Regions from separate parts of the Sus scrofa genome. Here region 2 is linked to region 1. A link is a contact called in public Hi-C data. All regions are on one chromosome and are shown on one strand. The core of a region is the stretch at or near the end of the contact, and the rest is flanking DNA. Distances in the headings are between cores, read along the strand shown.

The links. Hi-C and Micro-C count contacts between places; a contact is called where the count stands out from the background.
Region 2: a Hi-C map of skeletal muscle shows a contact between it and region 1, with 6 times the contacts expected there. The contact joins the promoter of PDS5A here to the enhancer-like site in region 1. A contact is called at or near these places in 3 of 5 promoter capture datasets (fetal liver and liver), 13 of 47 Hi-C or Micro-C datasets (alveolar macrophages, blood, embryonic fibroblasts and 6 more) and 1 of 2 datasets of contacts at active chromatin or transcription factors (skeletal muscle).

What each region holds. Positions count from the first base shown.
Region 1 is chr8:30,981,121-30,988,428 of Sscrofa11.1, reverse strand. It overlaps PDS5A (a long non-coding RNA gene), which reads left to right. Exons shown (of 33, transcript XR_002346613.1): 33 at 1-63. Among named protein-coding and RNA genes, the nearest start is that of UBE2K, 97 kb to the right of the region's middle. Within about 2 kb of position 3,393, at least 2 of the 83 cell types and tissues checked have an H3K27ac peak or open chromatin away from gene starts, as enhancers often do.
Region 2 is chr8:31,130,551-31,137,858 of Sscrofa11.1, reverse strand. It overlaps PDS5A (a long non-coding RNA gene), which reads left to right and starts at 3,528. Exons shown (of 33, transcript XR_002346613.1): 1 at 3,528-3,965; 2 at 4,844-5,021.

The DNA of each region.
Region 1 (7,308 bases), core at 2,144-4,643:
ATCCTACCATAAAAATGCTAAAAATATGCATTGTTTCAAATAAAATCAAGAAATGCAGCATTATACAGTAGTGTGGAAACCTGAATATTCATGTATCCGCTGGTATGTCACAGGCTGATAAAATGTCTTTGCTTATTTTCTCTTTAGAGTCTGGAGTTTGCACATCCTCGTAAGGAATCAAATGCCACCTTCAAACTTCATGACTACATGCTCTGATGTGGCTTACAGTGAGGGAGAGCGTAATAGATGGTAACTTCTGACAGACATTTGGGAAACTTTAGAATTGTCTTTTAACCTAAGACTGTAAAAGTGGCCTTCTATTTATGCTATCCATGGATACCTGTTTTATCGCAAATTCTGGATATGCATATTTGGTTCAAAAACCAGTTCACTGAGAACAAGCAGATTACATATTTGTATCTGGAACATGAGGTGAACAGAATGAGAGAAGAGAAGCTATCATTTCTGGTTCTGTATTTTGTCCTCAGTGGGATTATCATTGTACATTTAGATACTTTTTTTTTTTTTTTTTTTTTGATTGTCCCCATGACATTGTGGAAGTTCTCAGGCCAGGCCAGGGATTGAACCCAAAGCCACAGTACTGACAACACTAGGCCATCAGGGACTACCTTAGTTACTTTATTTACAAGAATAACTGTCATTAGAAACCACTGGTCACCAACAAGTCTCCAGCTGTCTGAAAATGAGCATTGCAGCCCGCCTAAATAAAAATGATGGCTTTGCCTATAAGTTTGCTACAAACCAGTGACAGTAAGACAGTGAAGATCAGTGTAACCAACCAGAGCTCCAGTTTTTCATTCCCATAAGAGTAATAGCTACTTCTTTCAAACAGGAACATGTATAAGGTACCATTTCTCTTTGCGTGTGTGTGTGTGTGTGTGTGTGGTGTGTGTGTGCGCGCGTGTGTGTCTTTTTACAGCCACACCCATGGCATATGGAAATTCTCAGGCTAGGGGTTAAGTCGGAGCCATAGCCCCTGGCCTACACCACAGCCACGTCAGATCCAAGCCACATCTGAAACCTATGCCACAGCTTATGGCAATGCCGGATCCTTAACCCGCTGAGCAAGGCCAGGATCAAACCCGCGTCCTTATGGATACTACCTAGGTTCTTAACCTGCTGAGCCACAACAGGAACTCTCAAGGTACCATTTCTAAGCAACCTGAGCCAGGCTGGTGATAAGAACCTCAGTTTTGGGGTGTTTTTCAAACGATGTTTTGGGAGTTTTTTTAGGGCCGCACCTGTGGCATATGGAAGTTCCCAGGCTAGGGGGCAAATTGGAGCTGCAGCTGCCAGCCAATACACCAGAGCCACAGCAATGCAGGATCCAAGCCACATATGCGACCTACATCACAACTCATGGCAATGTCGGATCCTTAACCCATTGAGCAAGACAGGGATCAAATGGATGCTAGCCAGGTTCTTGACCCACTGAGCCACAACGGGAACTCCTCAAATGATGTTTTTTAATCGGTGCTGATTCCAACTTAAGGCACTTTCCCTCCCTTCATTCTCTAGTTACAGCTTTCTCTAGCAAAGACCATGCATTCCCTTGAGAAACAGCAGCAGGAGTTCCCTGATGGCCTAGTGGTTAAGGATTTGGCATTGTCACCGCTGTGGTTCAGGTTCAATCCATCCCTCAGGCTCGCCAAATAAATAGATTAAAGAGATGTATGGGCTTTGGGGAAAAAAAAGAAAACAGCACTGTATCAGTTCTTCAAGAGAAGCTTCAAAAGCAACGAACTGGAGGTTAGTTATACATAAGGAGCACCGTCCAAGGTTCAGATCTGTGGAAGCCAGTAAGAAAATGTAAGGGCTGGGGCTTTAACCATTCTGTACAGACTGGGCTCAGTGGCAGGAGCTGACATTAAAAACGCAAAGATGGAGTTCCGCCTGTGGTGCAGCAGGTTAAAGATCTGGCATTGCCAAAACTGGCATAGGCTGCAGATGCAGCTCAGATTTGATCCCCTGGCCCAAGAACTTCCAAATGTGGCCAAAAATAAGGGGAAAAAAAAAAAATCAGGTAGCTATCACTACACATCTATTAGAATGGCTATAATTAAAAATGGTAATAATACCCGATGACAGGATGAGGAGAAACTAGATCATTCATACCTTCTAGTAGCTACTGATTATACTACAAAATAGATGAAGCTAAGACACATTCTAAGTGAAAATGGGCAGACACAAAGAACTACATACTCTATCCTGTTTACATGAACTATGTAGAGAAGCCGAATCTAGAGAGACAGAGTAGTGATTGCCTGGGACTGGGGGTAAGAGCAACAATTAATGGGCTCATGGGATCTTACTGGAGTGATGGAAATATTTTAAAACTGGATCACGGTGATGACTGTACAGCTCAGTAAATTTCCCAAATATCACTGAATTGTACGTTTTAATGTATTTTATATGTAAGTTGTACCTTGATAGAGTTTAAGATAAATGAGACATCTTCCCCAAAAATGTTTAACTGTGCAAAACAAAGCAGCAACTACTCTAGCAGCTACTAAAGTACCAGACTGTTAAATCCACATCATGTCAAAAGCACCATTATTAACAATAATTGAGTTTATAGGCACGCTACCTTCCCATCAGTGAGCTCCACTCCTCAGGGGGTTACTTGCTGGGGTTAGTCTCCTTTTCAGCTAGGAGGGTCATGGAACAGTCTTCTCCATGGGACTGGCCTTGTTAACCAAAGACACAAAAGACTATGTAAACCAGGAGTTCCCATTGTGGCTCAGCAGGTTAAGAACCCAACTGATGTCCATAAGGATGCAGGTTGGTCCCTGGCCTCACTCAGTGGGTTACGGATAAGTGTTGCCATGAGCTGCAGTGTAGGTCAAAGATGTGGCTAGGATCCAGTGTTGCTGTGGCTGTGGTGTAGGCTGGCAGCCACAGCTCTGATTTGCCCCCTAGCCTGGGAACTTCCATATGCCACGGGTACGGCCCTAAAAAGACAAAAAAAAAAAAACAAAAACACTAAACCAGAGGCCAGCATGTTCAGAATGATCAGTTCCTTCTCTCTGCTTGGGAAGTCTCTGTGGCAAGCTGAGCTGAATGAGGTCTGGGAAGCATAGGCTCTACAGGAAATGCTTGGCTGGGTCTCTTCATGATCAGCCTCAAATAGCTGCAACTGCCTGCAGAATCCATTTTCATTCTGATATACCTGGCACTGCGAGATCTTAGAAATCTTATAGGCCCTTTCACAACTCAGTTTTCCCACCTGTAAAATAATAACGACTTCATAGTCATGAGGGTAGAATATAGAAAGCATCTCACAAAGTGCCTGGCCGTAGCGAGTGCTCACCTGCTCACAGATATTGTCACCATTCCAGCAGACTGGCAGCCCCAGTGACCACCAGCAAATCCGGAGGAAGCAATCAAAACACACCCAATACTTCTGCTCTTGCTTGTTCTGTTCTCCAGGCTCTGGGCCAACTACCCCACTTCCGTTAATTAGTCTTTCTTGCGCAGGTACAAAGTTTCCACTTCCTCACATTCCCATATAGTTCAGCCTCAAAGAGGCTACATCTAAATAGAAAATTTTATCATTTTCCAGGTATCCTGAATGCCCTTTTTGTGTTAGGGGAACCCCTCTACAAATGCCACCCAATGAGGCAGAGCCCACTGCCTTCCTTAGAAGCTGAAACACCAATTCTTGCTTTCTCAGGCTCCCTGGCACCTAGGGCTCAGATATAGGACCTAGGCATTGACAACCAAACATCTATACCTGCTTTGAGATCTGCATTAGGACACCACAGAACAGGGACCACTCCATGGAAATGGGGGGCAGCAATGGCCAATGGCCAGCATTGGTGCTATCAGGCTGGTTGGGGTGTCCCAGGCACTGGCAGTAGAGGCCACATCTTCACAGGACCAGTTCTATGATATTATTTTTGGCATTGCTTCTGGCTCTATAACCTCTGAGCCTAAATAATTTTGTGGCCCTTCCAGGGACTCTGAGCTATTCAACATGCACTAATAAATTTCTTTTCTTCTTGAATTAGCTAGAATTGATTTCTGTCTAATAAATTGGTACGGGAAGTAGTTGCCAGCAGCAAACCCTCCGGGAAATGGAGTAAACTAGATTAGATCCTGGGTCTGGTTAGGGCAGAAAGCAGTGAAAAAACCAGCGGGTACTAAGGGATGGGACTTTATCAGACCATGAATACCACAGTGAAACAGTTCATCAGATTATCATCTGCTATGGACAGAACTGTTTCCCCAAAATTCTTGCATTTAAGTCCCAACCCACTGTTTGGCTGTATCTGGAAACAATAGGAGACAATTACTTGAGGTCATAAGGTGAGGCCTTGATCTGACAGCATTAGTTCCTGGGAGTTCCATCATGGCTCAACGGAAATGAAAATAATGAGTATCCATGAGGACTCAGGTTCGATCCCTGGCCTTGCTGAGTGGGTTAAGGATCCAGCATTGCCGTGAGCTGTAGACAAGGCTCGGATTTAGTGTTGCTGTGTTACAGCTCCGATTCGACTCCTAGCTGGGAACCTCCATATGCCACAGGAGCGGCCCTAAAAAGACAAAAAAAAAAAGAAAAAAGAATTAATGTCCTTATAAGACAAAACACCAGAGAACCTGTAAACTCTCTCTCCACTTGCACTGACTGAGGAAAGGCCACGTAAGGACAGCAAGAAGGTGGCCACCTATAAGCCAGAAAGAAAGGCCTCACCAGAAAACAGGTCAGCTGACAGAAAAACACGTAAGCGTGAGGCTTCCTCAGTGATCCTGAGAACCGGGATGGTTTTCTTCCTCCTTCTCACAGGACAGGGATTTCTTCTTTTTCTTTCCCCACCTCTTTGATCTTCACCTGTACTCCGGGGTGAAAGGTTGCTCTCCTTCCCAAGAAGCTACTGCTTTGGTTATGCAGGGGAGGTGGAGCAGGCAGGGCTTGGATCTTTTCTACAGCGGCAGCCTCTAGCTCCCCGCTCCCCGCAGCCGGCACTGCCAAGAAAGCCTCATCTCTGGTCTCCACCTGCACCCAGGCTGCCTCAGGAGCGCCCCCTGGAGGACCACGTAGAAGTGCCCTGGGCCTCAGGCAGCTTTCTTTAGATTTCAGGCCATTTGGTTACTTCAGTTTTCTGATAGGCTCAAGAGAAATTATGATTTTCTGGATTCTCTGCCTCTTCTTGCTAAGCTAGGAACCACCCTCTTCAAAGCTTTCTGCACATTCTGTGCAGAAGGCAGAAGCTCGAAGCTTTTAGATTTAAAATAATCAGACAAACTCAACTTCAGTTAGGGCAGTTAAGTCACTCTATATGACAACTCGGGGATTTTGTGTTTGAATTTTTTTTCTATTGAAGTCACTAGAATCAATCCTGAAAAACAAAGACACTGACAGAATTGCAATTTCTTGAATATTCTGAGATATAGGACTTTATGAACTTCTGATATACTTATCCTTAAGACTTTCTGTCCAATTTGTTACCTGTTGCTTCATGCAGTCCTTTTCAGAATTAAAAAGTGTTCTTCACTCAGCTGTGAGTAAAGCTAGATGACAAATTTCGGTGTAGTCTTTCTTGAATACTAATATAGAAAGATTAATTTTGATAATAAATTTGGAGAAGATTCAAAAATAAAAGTTGCAGAGTTCCTGTTGTGGCGCAGCAGTAACCAGCCTGACTAGTGGCTATGACCCCTAGACTGGGAACGTCCTCATGCTGTGGGTGCGGCCCTAAAAAAAAAAAAAAAAAAAAAAGACCAAATAAATGGAATGTGAATTTGGAATAGATATCAGGAATTCACGATGGTAGTATCTGTCAGCTACTGCTTCATGACCAGCTACAGATAAAAGGATTGCAGCAAGGAGCCCGTTTCTTGATATATGCTTTAATAACATCTGTATGTTTAATCTACTTTCCACTTTTTTCTTCTGTACTATTTTATATACAATATGTTTTGCAGTGAACTTTTTTTTTTTTTTTTTTGCTTTTGCTTTTTAGGGCCAAGGCATATGGAAGTTCCCAGGCTAGGGGTCAAATCAGAGCTACAGCTGCTGGCCTATGCCACACACACAGCAAAGCAGGATCCGAGCCGCATCTGCAACCTACACCACAGTTCACAACAATGCCAGATCCTCAGCCCACTGAGCAAGTCCAGGGATCAAACCCACATCCTCATAGATAATAGTCACTGCATCACAATGGAAACTCCTCAAGAGAATTTTTTAAATGATTTAATCTGAAAAAATGAAAATACAATATAGTAAAATGTGTGAGATATAACTAAAGCAGTACTTTATATTTTTTCTTAGATACGCACTAAGTGCTTACACTAGGAATAAAAAAAAAGGGAGTTCCCACTATGGTGCAGTGGGTTAAGGATCTGCCATTGCCACAGCTGTGGCACAGGTCACGGCTGTAGCCTGGATTCGATCCCTGGCTTGGAAACTTCCATGCTGCAGTGCAGTCAAAAAAATAAAAAATAAAAATACCTAAAATCAGGAATTGAAGCTTCCACCTTATGAAAAATGAGCAAACTAAATATAAGGCAAAAAGAAGTAAACATTAAAGATTAGAGCAAAACTAGGCAAGTTCCCACCTTGGCACAGCAGAAACGAATCCCACTAGGAACTATGAGGTTGCGGGTTCGATCCCTGGCCTCCCTCAGTGGGCTAAGGATCCGGCGTTGCCATGAGCTGTGATGTAGGTCACAGATGCAGCTCAGATCTGGTGTGGCTGTGGCTGTGGTGTAGGCCGGTGGCTACAGCTCCAATTAGACCCCTAGTCTGGGATACTCCGTATACCGTGGGTGCGGCCCTAAAAAAACAAAAGACAAAAACAAAAAAACAAACAAAAAAAACTAGAGGAAAATTAATGAACATGAAAAAAGAAAAATAGAAAAATTTAAGGAAGAAATAATACTAATGTTACATACTGTTTTCAAGAAAATGGTAGAACTCTCTCAAGTCATTTTATGAGGCCACCATTAGCAAAACCAAAGGCATTACAAGAAAACTACAGGCCAATAGCCATTATGAACATAGATGCAAAAATCCTTGACAAAATATTAGCAAAGTGAATCCAGTATTATATAAAAAGAACAATATATCATGACCAAGTGGGGTTCATTCCAAGAATGCAATGCAACACACCAAGTAGGAAAAGCCAAATGATTATCTCAATAAACGTAGAAAATGCCTTGTAACAAAATTCAACATCAGTTAACTGATAGTAGAAGGAAATTCCCCTAACCTAATAAAGAACATCTATTTTAAAAACCTATAGCTAACTAATTAATGGTTAAAGGCTAAAGGCTTTGCCCTAA
Region 2 (7,308 bases), core at 2,279-4,778, 150 kb before region 1:
CAACAAGTCATCCTCCAAGGCCCAGCCTCAAAATGCCCCTTCCTTCGGGAAGCGCTCATGGCACCCCTTTCCTAGGCTTCCCGACGATATCATTTAAATCTCTATTACAGGAGTTCCCATCATGGCGCAGTGGTTAATGAATCTGACTAGAAACCATGAGGTCGCGGGTTCAGTCCCTGCCCTGGCCAGTGGATTAATGATCCTGTGTTGCTGTGGCTCTGGTGTAGGCTGGTGGCTACAGCTCCAATTCGACCCCTAGCCTGGGAATCTCCACATGCCACGGGAGCGGCCCAAAGAAATAGCAAATAAATAAATAAATAAATAAATCTCTATTACAAAACATATCACTGCCTTACCTTGAATCATGATTCATTGCATGTCTCTGTTTGCTCCATCGGACTCTGATCCTATCTTTTTGTTTTCTAAATATTTCCCCGGTGCCTAGTACACTGCCTTGTCCATTGCAGGAGCTCCATAACTGTCAAATTAACTTTTAAATAGCTTAGATTCTAAAAGACAACCTGACTCTAAATCTGTTTCAAGCATAGTCCTCCCTATCCCAGTTAGTAGTAACTTCATCCCTCTGGTTAAAACCACGGTCTAAAATTTTGCTTTCTTGACTCTTCTTTTAATACAGTTTTTCATCATTTTCACTGTTATTACCCAATCCCTATTATCATCTTTTCTTGGGATTTTTTTTTTTTTTTTTTTGCCACACCCATGGCACATGGATGTTTCTGGGTCAGGGATTGAACCTGAGCCACTGCAGTGACAACACTGGATCCTTAACCCACTGTGCCACAACAGAATTCCTTCCTTGGGATTTTTGCCATCATCTTATACTTGGTAACCCTACTACTCTATTTGTATCTCTACATTATTTTCAACCCAGCAGCTAGAGTGATTCCTTCATTTTACATATATTTTAGAAATCATGTAGAGCTTAGTATGTACCAGTTAAAATTCTAGGCACTTTACAAAATCAACTAATTTATGCCTCATAAAGGCTCTCTGATATAGAAACTATTATCCTTGATTTACAGATAAGGAAAATGAGGCACAGAAAGATTAAGTAATTTGTCCATGGTTGCCTAGCTCATAGAACATAAATCATATAATGTCACTTCTTTTTTTAAAATACTCCCAAAATCTCTGAGTACATGCCAACGTCTTTCCAAAGGCCAAAGACCTAAAAGCTTATCTGTGATCTGCATCCCTTCTCTCCTCTACTTTATTATTATCATTATTATTTTTTGCCTATCTCCCCCCAAACAAATTAAACTCTACCACAACAGGTAGGATTTTTGTGCCCCCAGAACTCTGTTTTTTTTTTTTTTTTTTTTTTTTGGCCTGGCCCATGCTGCATGTGGAAGTTCCAGGGCCAAGGCCTGGGCCAGGGATGGCATCTAGGTAACAGCAACCTGGGTGAGCCACTGCAGCGACAATGCTGGATCTTTAGCCTGTTGTGCCACAAGAGGATTCCCCTACCATTGATTTTTTTTTTTTCTCAGTATCCTAAACAGTGACTTGTACAGTGGGCCATCTTTCTTTTCTTCTTTGCTTTTTAGGGCCACACTTGTGGCATATGGAGTTTCCCAGGCTAGGGGTCAAATTGGAGCTACAGATGCCAGCCTACGCCACAGCCACAGTAAAGCAGGATCCAAATAGAGTCTTCAACCTACACCACAGCTCATGGCAACACCGGATCCTTAACCCACTGAGAGAGGCCAGTGATTGAACCTGAAACCTCATGGTTCCTAGTTAGATTTGTTTCTGCTGTGCCACAGAGGGAACTCTAACAGTAGGCCGTCTTTAAATAACTGTTGCACAAAAGAATGTTCTCTTCTCATTTACTAAGTGGAAACAAATATTTACGTAAAAACAGGAATTTTAGAATTAAGAATGGAATTAATCTAGAATGAATTTAGAATTATATAAATTCAATGTATTTATGTGTTATAATCTTTAGGGCTTTTGAGGCTTTTGAGTGTTTATAAAATCAAACAGTATTAACAAAGTAATTAATAGGTTGTATAAAATTAAAATCTATGAGTATATACAAAACCAGTTTAATAATGGGTAAATTATTTAGAGCAAGAATAAAAAAAGCATCATAGTTATTTAAATGTGATGGATTTTTAAAAAATCACAAGTTGAGAGAAAGAGACTACAAAGAGTGTAGGGTTTTTTAAATGATTTTTGTTTTTTTTCCCATTATAATTGGTTTACAGTGTTCTGTCAATTTTCTACTGTAAAGAGTGTAGGTTTTGGTCAGTTTAATAGTTGGGATGAAGATGATCTTAAATAGCTTTTGCCTGCTACTCTAAATGCCCAGGAATAAAGCACTGACTTTTGTGGGGTTTGGGGGAGCTTTTTTTTGGCTGTCCCTGTGGCATGTGAAAATTCCCAGGCTAGGGATTAAACCTGTGCTGCAGGGTCACTGCAGCGACAATGCCAGATCCTTAATCCATGAGTAGTGACTTTAGGGCAGAGTTCTAGCAAATCAGCAACCGTGGTGTGTTAGATTCCAAGATGTTTGCTCCTTTGTGTAATACCTGAAAAATATTCAGTGATGGCTGTACCTACGATATTGTTAAGATCAAGCAAAGGATATAGAAAAGACCAATAGATATCCATCAAGAATAATTTAAATGAACAATTTAAATGCATTTCACTGTAAACTATGGTAGTGGTCAGGGAGCTGTATGCTATTTCGTATTATGTGTTCTTTTTACAACTTCATCTTTGGAAATTACCTACGTGCTCCTGAGGTTCATCTGCTTCAAATTTTACATTAAACTGCTCAAACACCACTGCATTGGGTTTTCCTTTGGCTGAAGGAAAAAGGTATTCTTTGAGTTCATATATTAACAAGAAATATCCATCTAATTTATAAACATTCTTATTTCTGGATTCCAGTCTCAGAGTTTGGAGTGGAGTCCAGAAACCTACCTTTCAGACCATTCTTTGAGGACTGCTCGACTCAGAGTTATTTGTATATTTTGCAGCTTTCAAAATACTAATTTTAGATATCTAAAGAGGGGAGGGCAAACTCTGGTGGCTGTCAGAAGGCACAAGAATGAGCAGCCCACTGGATCATGACCACGTCCCTCGTGCCATGTTGCAAAACTTTTCCTTAGTTTGCAGATCTTCCGTCCCTAGGGAGGAAATCAATTCATTTTCATTCAGTAGTTAACCGTTTTTCAACCATTTCCCTCCACGTCCCTCAGGATGACCCCTAAAAGTCGGAACCCATCTCCGAGGCATAATGCAAAGTTCTGTTCGTCCTGCGTGCCCTCTGAGGGCCGCTGGGGCCGCGTTCGCTTCCCGCCACCCGGGCTCCTCCCCTGCTCGCTTCTGGGCCGGGTGCTCCCCGAGGCGCTCGGCGCGGCAGGTCTTGGCGCCAACCGGATGGTGGCGCTGTCTGCCTCGCGCGCGGCCGCTTCGGGCCCGAGGGAGGCGGAGGCTCGGGCCGGCGGAGGAAGGGGAGGGAGCGAGGCGCGCGCCCTGCTCTCGCGTGCTCTCGCACAGCTCGCGTGACCGGCCACTGTGCGCGAGGCGCCGGCTGCCAGGAGCACCGACGGCCGGGCGCGCGCCGCTGCAAGGGGCGTCCGGGTCCGGGTCGGCGGACCCGGCCGGCGCGAGGGGCGCGCGGGTGGGCCGTGGGGGTCCGGGGCGGACACCCGCGCACACGCTCCCAGAAGAGCCTTCTCCGAGGCTGCTCTTCCTCGGCCAGACGGAGAGCGGCAGTGTCTCCCCGCCCAGCGCACACTCGCCCCGCGTCTCCCCCCGCGGCGACTGCTCCTCCTCGGCACCGCCAGCCCCAGCGCCGCTCCGGGGCGGGCGGCGGCGGCGGCGGCGGGACCCGCGGAGCCGCTTTGTGTGCAGCCCGAAGAGGGGCGGCGGCGCAACCACCTGACAGAGGCCCGGGCGCTCGATGCACCTTCCGCCCGCATGAGGAGGAGGTAAAGGCGGCGGCGGCTGGGCTCCCGCCCTCGGCTGGTGGAGGGAGGGGACGGAAGGGGAGACCGGAGCGGGGGGGTGGGGGGGAGCCGCGGGACCAAGGCCCGGCGGGGCTGCCCGGAGCTGCCGGTAAGGCCTTGGCGGCTTCGGACGGTGCCGAGTGGCCGGGGGCGAGAGAAGACGCCAGGGTCCCTCAGCCGAAGTTGAAGGAACAAAATGTGAAGTGCGGAGCCGCGTCAGCCGCTTCCTGCCTTGGGGTTCGGGGTGGAGGGCGGCTTGTTTTCCCCTCCGGCAGTGGGGGTGGGGGGAGCGGGACCCGGGAGGGGTGGGAGCGTGGCGGGGACGCCGGGGGTCCCGGAGCTCGGCCCGGCGAGGGCGTTCGTTCCCAGGAGCCGCCGTTGCGTGCGGGTCCGGTTGGGTCCCTAGTTTTGCGGCCTAAGCCGAGCCCTATAGGCCTCGCGTCTCCTTCCCCGGAGGGGACCGGCCGGGCGGGGACTCGAGGCTCGTCTCTGACCGAGCGGGGGCCTTGGAGGCCTCGGCACGCTCTCAAGGCCGCCAAACTTCGGACCTCGATGCACGGGGGTGGATTTCATTGTGAACGGCGGAATGGGAAACTCCTGGCGGTGCTCGGCGCTTCCCGCGGCCGCGGCCGCCGGTGCCAGGGATCCCCGGGAGCCCGGGGTTGGCGGGGCCCGGGTGGGTGGGGGCGGCGCGGCGGCCGCCAAGGTTCAGGCCCCGGGAAGGAGCGGGTGGCGGGGCCGCCGCCGAGTCCCCGGCCTCCCGGGAGAAAAGGCCCTTTGCAGATTAGAGATTTTTGAAATGAAAAAAGAGGTTACAAAGTCGCCCCTTTCCCGCTGAACTTTTGTTTTCTGACCGATAGAGGCCGGTAGAGGACTGTGAAAGAAAAGTTGTCCCCCAGGATGGACTTCACCGCGCAGCCCAAGCCTGCCACAGCCCTCTGTGGCGTCGTGAGTGCCGATGGGAAGATCGCTTACCCTCCGGGGGTAAAGGAGATCACCGACAAGATTACCACCGACGAAATGATCAAACGACTGAAGGTAAGCTTTGGGATGGAATGGTCACACTTGAGCCGCCTGTGGTGTTACTGCTCTGCAAGGCCTGGCCTTTCAGAGTTTCACCTACCATGCTTTTTACGTATTTTATGTCTTCTCTTTTACGCCCTGCGAAAAGTATTGTTCTATCTTGGCTGTATCTTTGAATAATTTCTGTTAGGGGCATAAGCATGATGGGAAATTAACGGGTGTGTGTGTGTGACCTTTTTTAATCTTACCGTTTTTCAAGTATAAGAGTTCTTACAGTTTTTAAAGTTTTTCCTGGAAATATTTATGACTACTATTCAAAGTAGCTTGCAACTTAAAAGTAGGCAGTGATTTACCTAGGAAGGTTTTCATTAACTTCTGAGGGTACCGATTTAAGCACAAAAGGCACTTTAAAATTTTTCTAATATCCAGAAGCTTAAATATGTATATAGTATGCTTAAACTTTGACAGAAGTACTGACTTTTCAAAATTCAGTCTGGAAGTAAGGTGATGATTAATGCCCACACATTCAAAGGGTTTTTAAGAGAAAGCGTTAGCATCTCTTTTTATAAGGAGTCAGTTTATTTAATTTAAGCAATGGTGGTCCTAAGGTCAACGTTGTAAGTTTTAGCCTTATGTAAGTTAATTTTTTTGCTTTCTGTTGCATGAGCATAGATTGTGGCCACAGCCTTACAAACTGTTATTCTTATTGAAGGATCAACCTGATGCAGGCATCTTTGACCCCCAGGGGACATTTGGAAATGCTGAAGACATTTTAGTTTTCACCATTGGAGCTAGATTGGAACAGGGCAAGGCTGGAGATAAGGAGTCTAGTTAAAGAACTCTTAACAGTAGTCTAGGTGAATAGATGTTGAAATCTTGAAGTTGGGCTATTCTTGAAGTGGGAATAGAGATAGTGGATGATCCAAGAGACATTTCAGAGTTAAAAATCAGTCAGACTTGGTGGGAGGTGAGGGAATAAACAATGTTGACAATGTTTCTACCTTGGGCAATTGGTGAAAGGTTTTTCAGGGAATAATCTTGCCACTTTGCTCTTAGAATTTAGTATAGTGCCTAGTAAATGTTTACAATGTTGTGAGTAATTAGAGTATTCCTACAGTTAACTTTTTAAAAACAAATTGGGATTCTGTAATTTGTTGCCCCTTTGGAAAGAATAGGGCACTAGGGCTTTCTATTAAATCTTGTACATAAAGTGAGGTACCTATTGATGGCTTCTTAAGGTTATATTGAGTGTTTTGAGATGTCGAAATATGAATTGTAAAATATAAAGCTAAGTAAAAAATTTATAGGTCTTTTCATTTTTATTGTTTTCATGTTAAGAATATTAAAATCTTGAATTCTAGTGATGGATAATCTGATTTTAAAAAGTTATAACTACGTGTACGTCTTCCATTTGAAAATAGATTAAATATCAGAAATATTGTTAACAATAAATGGACACACAAGTATAGAACGAGCATATGTTTAGAATATCCATTTGTTATGACTTTTTTTGGAAGTTGAATTTGGCATACGTATTAACTAATTTGAATGTTCTATTGCTAAAATTTTGCTTTTCTCAGGAACTCTTATTACTTTGTCTTCCTCCTGCCTTTTTAAATCGATTTTGACTTTGTACTTTTTAGGGATCCATGTTTAGTTAAAGTATCACTATCTCATTGGAAGTATAGATTTTAAACAATATTTAAACTGTGTTTCTGATAATTTTTGTGTTTATTAGACCCTTCTTTTTGGGTAGATTTTAAAAATTCAGTAGTTTATTACTGTTACAGCAACAATGTTCAAATGCTGTAGAAATACGAAGAGGGCTTAAAGGCAAGTAAAATCTTGGTCAGTGGAATTGAGAGATGTTTGGTTCATTCTTTTCGGTTTTCAAGAATGGAACAAGTACTTTTACAGTAGAAGCATAATTTTAGAGTTAGAAGGATCCTAAAAGAAATTCTGGAAACTCAGATTTGCCGTCGTGGCTCAGGAATCCGACTAGGAACCATGAGGTTGCAGGTTCAATCCCTGGCCTTGCTCAGTGGGTTAAGGATCCGGCATTGCCGTAAGCTGTGGTGTAGGTCTCAGACATGGCTCAGATCTGGCATTGCTGTGGCTGTGGTGTAGGCCGGCAGCTGTAGTTCCGATTCGACCCCTAGCCTGGGAACCTCCATATGCCATGAGTGCAGCCCTGAAAAGAAAAAAAAAAAAAAATTCTCGGAACTCCTTTTATTTCACAGATAACAAACGTTAGACCCAAAGTAGCTGAGTAACATTTACCAAGATCAGTGATAGGACAGGT